Linked DNA regions of Mus musculus: regions 1 and 3 are each linked to region 2. Evidence: chromatin contacts called from public HiChIP or PLAC-seq and promoter capture Hi-C data. All regions are on one chromosome and are shown on one strand. The core of a region is the stretch at or near the end of the contact, and the rest is flanking DNA. Distances in the headings are between cores, read along the strand shown.

What was found. HiChIP or PLAC-seq counts read pairs in DNA pulled down with a chosen protein or histone mark. Capture Hi-C pulls out chosen DNA fragments and counts their contacts.
Region 1: a contact with region 2 is called in a promoter capture Hi-C map of liver, with 2.5 times the contacts expected there. The contact joins the promoter of Oxsm here to the promoter of Psmd6 in region 2. A contact is called at or near these places in 5 of 39 promoter capture datasets (the 3T3-L1 cell line, the C10 cell line, hippocampal neurons and 2 more), 1 of 484 Hi-C or Micro-C datasets (Sertoli cells), 9 of 115 datasets of contacts at active chromatin or transcription factors (astrocytes, bone marrow-derived dendritic cells, embryonic forebrain and 6 more) and 3 of 9 other capture datasets (adipose tissue, liver and macrophages).
Region 3: a contact with region 2 is called in an H3K4me3 HiChIP or PLAC-seq map of pro-B cells, with 10 times the contacts expected there. The contact joins the promoter of Top2b here to the promoter of Psmd6 in region 2. A contact is called at or near these places in 8 of 39 promoter capture datasets (the 3T3-L1 cell line, the C10 cell line, embryonic stem cells and 4 more), 7 of 115 datasets of contacts at active chromatin or transcription factors (astrocytes, embryonic forebrain, forebrain and 4 more) and 1 of 9 other capture datasets (adipose tissue).

What each region holds. Positions count from the first base shown.
Region 1 is chr14:16,241,674-16,244,997 of GRCm38.p6, forward strand. Oxsm (3-oxoacyl-ACP synthase, mitochondrial) reads right to left here and starts at 1,658. Exons shown (of 3, transcript NM_001359883.1): 1 at 1,617-1,658; 2 at 118-1,125. The coding sequence starts at 1,094.
Region 2 is chr14:14,119,581-14,122,623 of GRCm38.p6, forward strand. It overlaps Psmd6 (proteasome (prosome, macropain) 26S subunit, non-ATPase, 6), which reads right to left and starts at 1,365. Exons shown (of 8, transcript NM_025550.3): 1 at 1,159-1,365; 2 at 407-612. The coding sequence starts at 1,303.
Region 3 is chr14:16,363,666-16,366,840 of GRCm38.p6, forward strand. Top2b (topoisomerase (DNA) II beta) reads left to right here and starts at 1,541. Exons shown (of 36, transcript NM_009409.2): 1 at 1,541-2,061. The coding sequence starts at 2,014.

The sequences.
Region 1 (3,324 bases), core at 408-2,907, 2.1 Mb after region 2:
AGAATATATACTATACACCAAGACCAGGTAATGTTTTTTTAATTTGAAGTTCCAATAGTGCCTTAATATAGTATCTTAAGAGGAAAATATATTTTGAACAGAACAACCGTTCTTTACCTTAAAGCACCTTCTCCTTCGGGATCGGGGGCAGTTATGTGACCGGCATCACCCGAGAGTCCATAACCCAAAATTTCTGCGTAGATCCGAGCTCCTCTCTGAACAGCATGCTCATGTTCTTCCAGCACCAGCACAGCAGCTCCCTCACCCATGACAAAACCATCTCTCTCTGGATGAAACGGCCGGCAGGCTAGCTTAGGATCTGGGTTTGAGCTCAGAGCCCGGGCTCTGGAAAACCCAGCGAGAGATAATGGACTAATGCAAGAGTCTGTGCCCCCAGCCACCATCACATCTGCGTCACCATGGGCTATGAATCTAAAGGAGTCTCCCACAGCATGTGCACCTGTGGTGCAGGCTGTGGACACTGAGTGATTGGGGCCCTTGAGTTTGTAGCGAATGCTAACCTGGCCTGCAGCCATATTGATCAGAATCTTAGGGACAAAGAATGGGCTGACTTTATTATAACCTTTGGTCTGAAACAGCAAAGCAGTTTCAGAAATAACTTCAAGAGGAACCATGCCCATGCCAATGGCAACGCCAGTAGCCACCTGATCTGCTTCTCGTTTCGGATGCCAGCCGGAGTCTTTCAGGGCCAACTCTGCTGCCCCAACAGCCATGATGGTGGAAGAAGACATGGACTTGGCATCTGATTTGGACACAAAGTTTTCTTCATTAAACTGACCTTCATGTGGACCTCTTGGTACATAAGCAGCTACACTGCAAGGGATATTCTTGTACTCATCACCAACCACAGAAACAATTCCACTTTCTCCTCGGAGAAGCCGATCCCAAACTAGTTGAGTCCCAACGCCAAGTGGTGTCACTAGGCCAATGCCTGTGATGACAACTCGTCTGCGCAACATGGCTGCTGGCACAGTTCCATAAAATCTGTGTTTGCTTATTAACCAAGAATATGACGCTGGATATGGATGGGAGATTGTGGCTTTTAGAAAATGTTGCAAGCATTTTGACAACATGGTTGAAATTCAGAAGATCAGAAACACATTCCTGGAATAGACCACAAGAGACAGCAAGCATCATTTAAACGACAGTAGAATCTTACACACACCCTAGGTGTGACTGTGGTCACAGAGAAATGCAACCCTCGCTTGGACTTAACTTTTATTTGTAATCTATGAGGTCCTTCAGACTGTCAACTGATAGCTAGCTCACTGGGTTTTACAACGCCAACCCACCCTACAGGGGGCATCCTTCTTCAGGCTCACCGAAGATTACTGTACAGTGTGGACTGAGTCCATGTGGCATTTCTAAGATTAATGCACAGGAGGCCGCCTCAGGCCCATTCTGCCTTGTGCACTTTATCTACTTCCGTGTAGGGCAGATAACCTTTCAGGCGGTCCCGCCACAGCCCAGCACCGCCGTATTAGGAAGGCCGGGTGTAACTTCCCGAGCTCAGCGTTAGGAGCTCTCAGGGATTCACAGCCACGCGACGCCCTCCACCCCTACCCTGAAACCCGGGTGCACACTGCAGTCACTACCTGAAACAAGCCTTTGCGGGCGCCCACCGAGTGCGCATGCGCACTCATCCGCAGCGCAGCGTTTCCGCCCGGTGCCTGATGTCAGAGGTCAGACGCTCCGGCCAGAGCTTCCTCCGGGTTCCGGGTTGTGAGTGCCCCGCTCTAGCCTCAGAGCCTGTTTTGATCGCTTGGGAAACCTCACCTAGTCAACAGCGATAATGCCTAGATATTCCTGTGCTGCCAGAGAAGGGCGGCTGTCATTTCCCCAGGACATTCCGGGGAGGACCTATAGCTGTAGCCTCCCTGGTAGCTCTGTAGAAAATATTCATAGAACTCTTCAGAATGTCACCAAGAAACCGAGGTCGTTTGGGGAAACATCTAAATGCCACGTAGACAATAAAATAATACTATGGCTGAATACTTAGAAATGTGCAAAGACGTTGAGAATTTGTTAGGAGACGTTAGTTACAAAACTTTTAAAGGTTTGCAAAGAGATCAGATAATGGTACCGCTCAATTTCAGCACCTGGGCGGCAGAGGATCAGGAGCTCTGTCCTCAGCTGTGGAGAGAGTGCAAAGGGAGCCTGGGCTACCAACCTGAAGACTTTGTCTTTAAAATATAACAAAACCTAACGTCTGTAGTGATCTGCAGTGCTTATGGTGTCCCCTCTACCTCCATTTTTCCTTACCTTTATTTACTTTAGCAAATGATGTAAACAGCTACTTCTGTAACAATAAAAAGGGCTGACTCATGACAGGAAGTGACCAGAAGATTGCCCAATATCTGAAGTGGAAATTCCTGAGCTTACGAAAGTTTTACTTGCTCAGAGATAAATCTGTAATGGATAAGTAGGATAAGTAGCAACACAGCCAGGGGATGTCTATTAACTGTTCAAGTCTGTCCCACGTGTGAGCTTTGCTTTTTCTTCAGATAAAGGATAGACTATGCTATCTTGTAGTCATGATTATATATTTTCTTGTGGGCAATAACCTCTTCAGGCCATCGTTGCCACGTATGCTTGCTTTCCAAATGTAGAAAAGAATCTGAGGTAAGTTTAGCTATTTCCTCATTACTCCTGGATATGATTTATTGTCTACTCTGTCTAAAATGTTTAAGAAAATTCAACTTGTTCCTGATCCAGTAGCTCACCATTTGCTTAGTATGATCTCCCTGCAGTGAAAATTGTGCTGTTTCCTCCAGTACCTTTTGGCAATTTGTTTTACATACAAATTTCTGATCTCAAAAGGCATTGGGGTATGTGGACTGTGGAAGGTTAGCTGAAAGGGGAACTCTGTCTATGCAGCCATGGAGAAGTCATGTCATCATCCATGCTGCAGTGAAACTTTCTGGCCGTGCAGATGCCCTAGGCACTTACTCCTGTAAGGAACCCTTCACCCATGCTCTGAAGTAAGCTGAATAAACTTAGAGTGCCCTAAGTCGGACCTGGGGATTTTGCTTTGATTTATTGTTGTTGCTTTATAAAGAGGCTGGGTATTTGTTTACATCTTCCCAGGGAAAGAATTGTTCTCAAAACAATGCACCCACATAAAACGTGATATAACAAGACCATAATGTATATTTATATTTCTCTCTGTGATCATTTTACTTCCATCTGGAAAGGGTTAAGAAGTTTTTAAAATCATAATAACAGCTATATGTGAATTATTACCGTATTGTTTGCTAAAATATCATGGTGTATTCATGAATACAAATCTTCAACTTGGTTTTG
Region 2 (3,043 bases), core at 115-2,614:
GGATGATCTGCAGTATACAGTCTTAAACCACCAAGCCTCTTCTCTCTAGCCTCATGTGTACTTGTTTTTAATGACACAGTAAGGAAGACTAACGCACACCTTGCTCTGTTAAGAGCAGGGAATTGGGTGCTGCAACATTGTCATGTATCTACTGTTCCTGTACTGACTCTTCAGTACAGGTAAATATGATTATCCTTCCAGTTAAAACAGAAAGATTCTCTTATCCAGTGAGATATTACTCATTTGCACTGATGTACAACATTGGTCTGTACCTCCAGAAAATAGGGAGCACCTCTCATCTGCAGAGCGGGCAGGGCATCTCACTGACCCTGTCACCTACCCAGAGCGGGCAGGGCATCTCACTGACCCTGTCACCTACCCAGAGCGGGCAGGGCATCTCACTGACCTTGTCACCTATCTGACAGAGGTACTCTGCTTTTGCCATCATTGCATCTCGAATTTCACTTTCTCCCAGATTCTTCTCTGCATCCTCCAGCTCCTCATCCAAACGTTTCAACTCTTCTTCGTTTGCTTTCTTCATTTTACTCAGGAGATCCACGTCCATCTGCCAGTCGAGGGATTTACACAAGGCTTCATAATAAGGAGCCATATCTAAAAGCCACAAATCACGCATTATGAGGTATCCTGTTAGCTTCTGCTCGCTTTTCCCACCCCACCGAAGGTCAGCTAGCAGACGCCTCCCAACTATGGGCCTGGGTAGCACGGCTAAGGTTTGAAGCTGGGAGCCTGCTTGAGAGCCGATCTTAGCAGGTCTGATCGCGACTAAGGCCAAGGGGAAGGGAATCGAATCCTCAGTTTGCTCTGGTCGGCTCCTGTTCCAAAGGAGTCCTCATGTCAGGGAAAGGACACCGATTCGACTCGACTACTAGGGACAGAACCCTGACTGTCCCTTGGCCGGCAGCTAAACACCGACAGGCATCACTAAAGCCGCGGCGCCTTTGCCGGGAGTCCAGCCGCGACAAGCACCCGAGGCTTCCCTGGACGTCTCGCGGCGGGGAAGAACCCACTAAGGCAAGCAAGCCCCTCTCGGGTCCAGGAGGCCTCCCTAGGGGTCTCCATGAAGCCTCGACCGGAGACGCCCGCCAGGCACCCCGACCGCCCCGCCTAGGCCGCTGACTCGGCGCTCGCTGGCCTCACTGTTTTCCCGGACGGCCGCCATCAACTCCTCGCGCACCGCCGCGTCCCCGCGGTGCTCCGGCAGGCTAAGCAGAAACCGCAGCTGCGCGATGCGCAGGTCGGGGTTCTTGGGCAGTCCCTCTTCTTCTAGGTTTTCTAGCGGCATGGCTACAGCACAGGAGCCGGCTGACAGAACCAAGCACAGCCCTGGGCCACCAGCGGAAGCAGGAGGAGTCGTCACAGGTTCCCCAGAGCCGCCAGTCTGACTTCCGGTCGCGTCTCTGGCTCCGCCGCCCGCAGCGTCCCCTGCTGGACATCGGCGGGAGCACCTGGCGCTGTCCCCTTTTTCTTTAGGTCAGAGTTGGGCCCAACTTTCATTTCTTGAGTATCTTTTTTTCTTCCTTTTTATATAATATTTGCAACGGATAGGATCTGGAAATCCGCCAACAGTTTTAAAATATAACACAGATGAGAAAAACAATAAAAACAGTTTTCCAGGGACATCTTTGTTTCAATACTCTTGAACTAGGGAGAGATTCTTTTGGTCCAGATTGTAGACAAACAAACTGGAACATAGCGAGATTTGAAAAGTGGCCAGCTAAGGTTACACACCAGCTACATGACAAGGCCTGTGTAGAACCTATCTTCCTTACATTTAAAATCCACATTCTTCCCTATTCTAAGAAAAGAGTACCCCGTGTTTCCAATTATTAATTCAGTGATTTACATTATTTTTGTGTGCACATGTTGGAGGAGTCTTCAGAATGGGTAATGGTCTATAAATCCTACTGTGTGACACAATGAGAAATGTCCCACTGAGTTTCAATATTTGACCACATGGTCCCCATTGGTGGTGCTGTTTGGACACCTTAAGGAACCATAAAAAGGTGTAAACCCTGCTTTAGGCAGTCGCTCACTGGGGTAGGTTTGAGAATTTCTGACCTCACCCCATTTCCAATTCTTTCTATGTTCTCTCTGTGTGGTTGAAGATGTGATCTCCCAGGTTCTTGTTCCAGCCTGTTTCTATGCCCCTGCCACTACTAAGGACTCTCAGAAAGTGCAAACCAAATTAGACTCATGAGCTGCTTTGGTCATGGCGTTTTATCACAGCAAGAAAAAGTAACTAGTAAACCCACTGCACGGACTTTCTGTCCTTTGCTTTTGTTAGGCCCTGCAATTGTGATGACTGTAATCTGCTACCCCGAGAGAATCTCAACACAGAGACTTATCTTACCACAGAGACTTAAAGCCAGGATTTGCATCTCAGTTGTTGAATTCCTACTAGAAGTTTACCTTTGAACACAAGCTCAACTTCTACTGCAGTGGATCTTTTATGCTGGCCCAAAATTCTTCTGGGTTCTGAAATATGATGTCCCATGAAGGATGTGTGGATCCAGGTATCACACTCTATGTGATGGTTACCATATGTCTGACTTTTGGAACAGTACAACACAAGGATGTGCTAGAATTGGTGCTATTTTATGTTATCAGAATGTTATAACTTTGTATGGAAACTGATCATCAATCCTTTCAAGAAAGATTCTGTAGGAAGCATCCTAAGACATTCATGAATGGGTTTAGGGCAAGAGGAACTAGAGCTTTAAATCAAGCCCAGTATAGAGATATTTCAAGACTGGGTTCATACTATGCATGAAATACGAATACACTAGTGTCCATAATTCACTTGTAAACAAAAAATGGGTTTATTTATTTATTAATCATCCCATTCATTTACATCTCAAATGATATCTCACTTCCGAGTAACCCTTCCACAAGCCCCATCCCCCATCCCATATCTGCCCTCTTTTCCTTCCCCTTTGCCTCTATGAGGGTGCTCTTCCAACCCCACCTACCCTCTCCTACCCACTGATCCAGTGTATAGTGTCCTGTACACGCCTTGGTTTGT
Region 3 (3,175 bases), core at 291-2,790, 2.2 Mb after region 2:
CAAAATCAGAGAAAGGGACAGCTTGGCTTTTATATAAGCATACATACATTTATCTGTAAAATTCCCAACCTTTAAAATCATCTGTTTTCTAACATGAAGTATTTGGGTACTTAGGGATGTAAAGTCACAATACATAAATGAGTATAAGTCCCCAGGTAAGAAGGCCCGATGATGGACTTGGGAAAGCTGGTAACATGACTGTGGTGCTTTAGAGTCAGGGGCGCAGCCCAGCTTAGATCCTGCCTAGCGCTTTATAAGCTTTAACACTAGATTCAAAGTAAAGAAAGGTTTTGGTGTTCTTAGTCAGAATCCCCAAATAAACTGAAATTCCACGGTCTCCAGAGAGCTAATTAAGAACTACATTGAAATGATTTCCGTGTTTCAGAGCTCCCCACTTGGATTCAGAATGCAGCAGCGATTGAGAGGTGTGACCCCAAAGTTTCCCTTAAGGGAAGCACTCAGCTGCCGGAGAGACTCAAGGAAATACTTTCACAGAAAGTTGTTAGCTCTAGCTGGGTAAAGTTCTTCGGTGTGGTGTCCTCCTGTTAGTCACTCTTGGAAGATTGACGTCGGAGGAGGCTGTTGTCCCTTTAAACCCATTGCCACGCCTGACAGAGCATGGCTGGGAGTATGCCCAAAGAGAACTTGTTGAATGCAATTCCATTTACAGGCTGGGTGAAGTCAAGAGCTCTTCCATCTGCCAAAAGCTTTGGCGTTGCAAATTTTATTCTTAGAAAGCTTCCACACGAAAAAAGTCTATTTCATGATGTGTACCTGAAAGCTGAGAAGTGACAGGGACCTGTCTGCATTGTTGGGAGGAAAGGTCTGTAGCCAGAAAAGGGAGTCCTGACCCGTTCGCATTCCTTCCCGGGAACGTTCTCTGGGCACTCTTAGCACCCCAAGTTCCCTAACTGGTGGCACTGAAGACCGCTTGCCCTGTTTAGGGGCAAGGCAGAGAGACGGTCGGTCGGGGGTCGGGCGGATGCAGCAGCAACCTGGGGCCTGAGCGCGGGGTCCGGCTGCTCTAGGCGGCGCACGGTCCCGTCTGCAGTTCGCTAGCTCCCTCCGGGGCCCAGTCCCTGGGGGCGGCTAGGGCTTCCTGCCTCCCTGCCCCCAACCCTCCCCCCCCCCCCCCCCGCTCCCGCTCCCCCCGCGGCCTCGCGGCAAGTCTGCAGGACACAGTCCGGAGGTTTCCACAGCCCTTGTCCCAGGACTCCCGGCTCCTTTGGATGCCCCGGAATGACTCTTGACAGCCGCCTGCTCTCCCTTCTGACGGAAACCCCATTCACTCGCCTCGCTCTCCCTTACACTCTCTCTCAGACACAAACAAAAAACCCAAGTCTGCCTCTCAGTTGCTACCCGCAATGACGTTTTCCCCTCGGGTCCCGCCCCCCTAGGGGCCTGAAATTTTGGGATTGGTCGAAGTACTGTAGTGACAAGGCTGTGATTGGACGATCCATGGTTGACTGACAGCCGGTGACCACCGCACCCTCCCCCTCCCGGAGCGCGCCTGTGTGTGCCGTGTTATGCCGGACTAAAGGGAGGCCACCACGGCGGCTCTGTTTATTGTCCCTCTTGGACTGTGCTCCGGAGGACCGGTTCAGACGCCGCTTGGGCGGTTTTGAGGCAGTGGCGGCCTTTGAGGCTGCGGCGACCGCGGCGAGGACTCTGCGGCTTCGGTGGCTTGAGGAGAAGCAGCGGCTCATTCCTGTCAGGGCTCTGGCTCGCGAGTCCTAGCCGGCCCGCTTCAACCTCGTCCCTCATCCGCGATCCCAATCGCCCGCGTGGGTCCCGGAAGGCCGCGCCGCATCGCCAGCCCTTCCTAGTCCTCGACCACTCTGTAGGCCCGGGCGCCGCGCTCGAGTTTGAGGGCGGCGGGCAGCGCGGCCTCCTCAGCGGCTCGGGCCCGCGATGGGGCGCGGCTAGGAGTGCTGCGCGCAGCGGTCAGTGCGAGCGGCGGGCCCGGCGTCCCCGGAGCGCGAGCAGCCCCTGGCCTGCACGGGAGGCGCTGCCATGGCCAAGTCCAGCCTCGCGGGCTCTGACGGGGCGCTGACCTGGGTGGTGAGTGCGGCGCGGGCGGGCGCATTGTTCGTGGGCCGCGGGCGACGCGGGCGGGGTGAGAGCGTGGTGCGGCGGGCGCCCTGTCAGGCTGCAGTCGGGGCCTAGCCCCGTGTGCCCTTTCTCTCTGCTTTCGCCTCCACCAAGGCTCAGGCTGCTGAACAATGCTCACCGGAAACTTCAGGGTGCACACCGAGAGTGGGGGGACCGCGATAATGCGAGCCTCCGGGCCAACCCTCCATAAGTGCAGCACCAGAAAATAGTGCCCGGTATGCTACGGCTTCCGGCGGCCTGTCCCAGAGGAATGTGCACTTGAATGGTCACTGCGGGTTGCGCCTCCCCAGAAAAGGCTCATTCCGCAGAGAGGGTATTTGGGACGACTTTGACAGCAGGCTAGAGACCGCCCGCGGGATTAAAAGAAGAGTTTACTTACGTCAGCCTCCCGTGTACACCGTGTGGGGGCCCAGGGGTGTCCCTCGGAGGTGAGGGGGTGCTTAAGCCTGAACTTGGAGGATTGCAGAGCTCAGTTCCTGGAGGGAGGTGGACTTAGCAAGTGCAGCGGGAGCAGTTGGAACGCGGCTCCCAGGACAGATCGATAACTCCAGCATTTCACTTACTCAGCACTGAGTTCAGACCAGGGTCATTTCCCAAACAAAACACCGGACTTAGTAGATGAGGCCAGCAGCTTGGACAGAAAATTTACACATTTCAGGGACTTTAACACATCCCTTCCAGAGGATCCTAGTTCCCCGCCTTTTGAACACACTAAGGAACTTTGGTATTGGTTGGCATTTTTGTTCCTTGTTTTCTTTGTTTGGTTGAGGTTTCGATGAGGCTGGGGTAGCAGTCGTTTCTATCGACAAGTGTTGTTTATAAAAAGGATGTTTCTATGAAGAGCAGAAAAACAGTTTCAGCATTTGCAGGGCCTCGAGAAGATACTTTACAGTGTAACTTGCCAGGTACTTATCTTCAAATCTCCAGACATACGTACTTCTAGACAGTATAGAAGGCGAGCGTGGAGAAGAAAAGTTAGATAGTAAGGTAGTGGATAAGTGTCCATGAAAAGAATGATTGAAATTACTGTCCCTTATCGGATACTAAAACTAAACATCTGAAC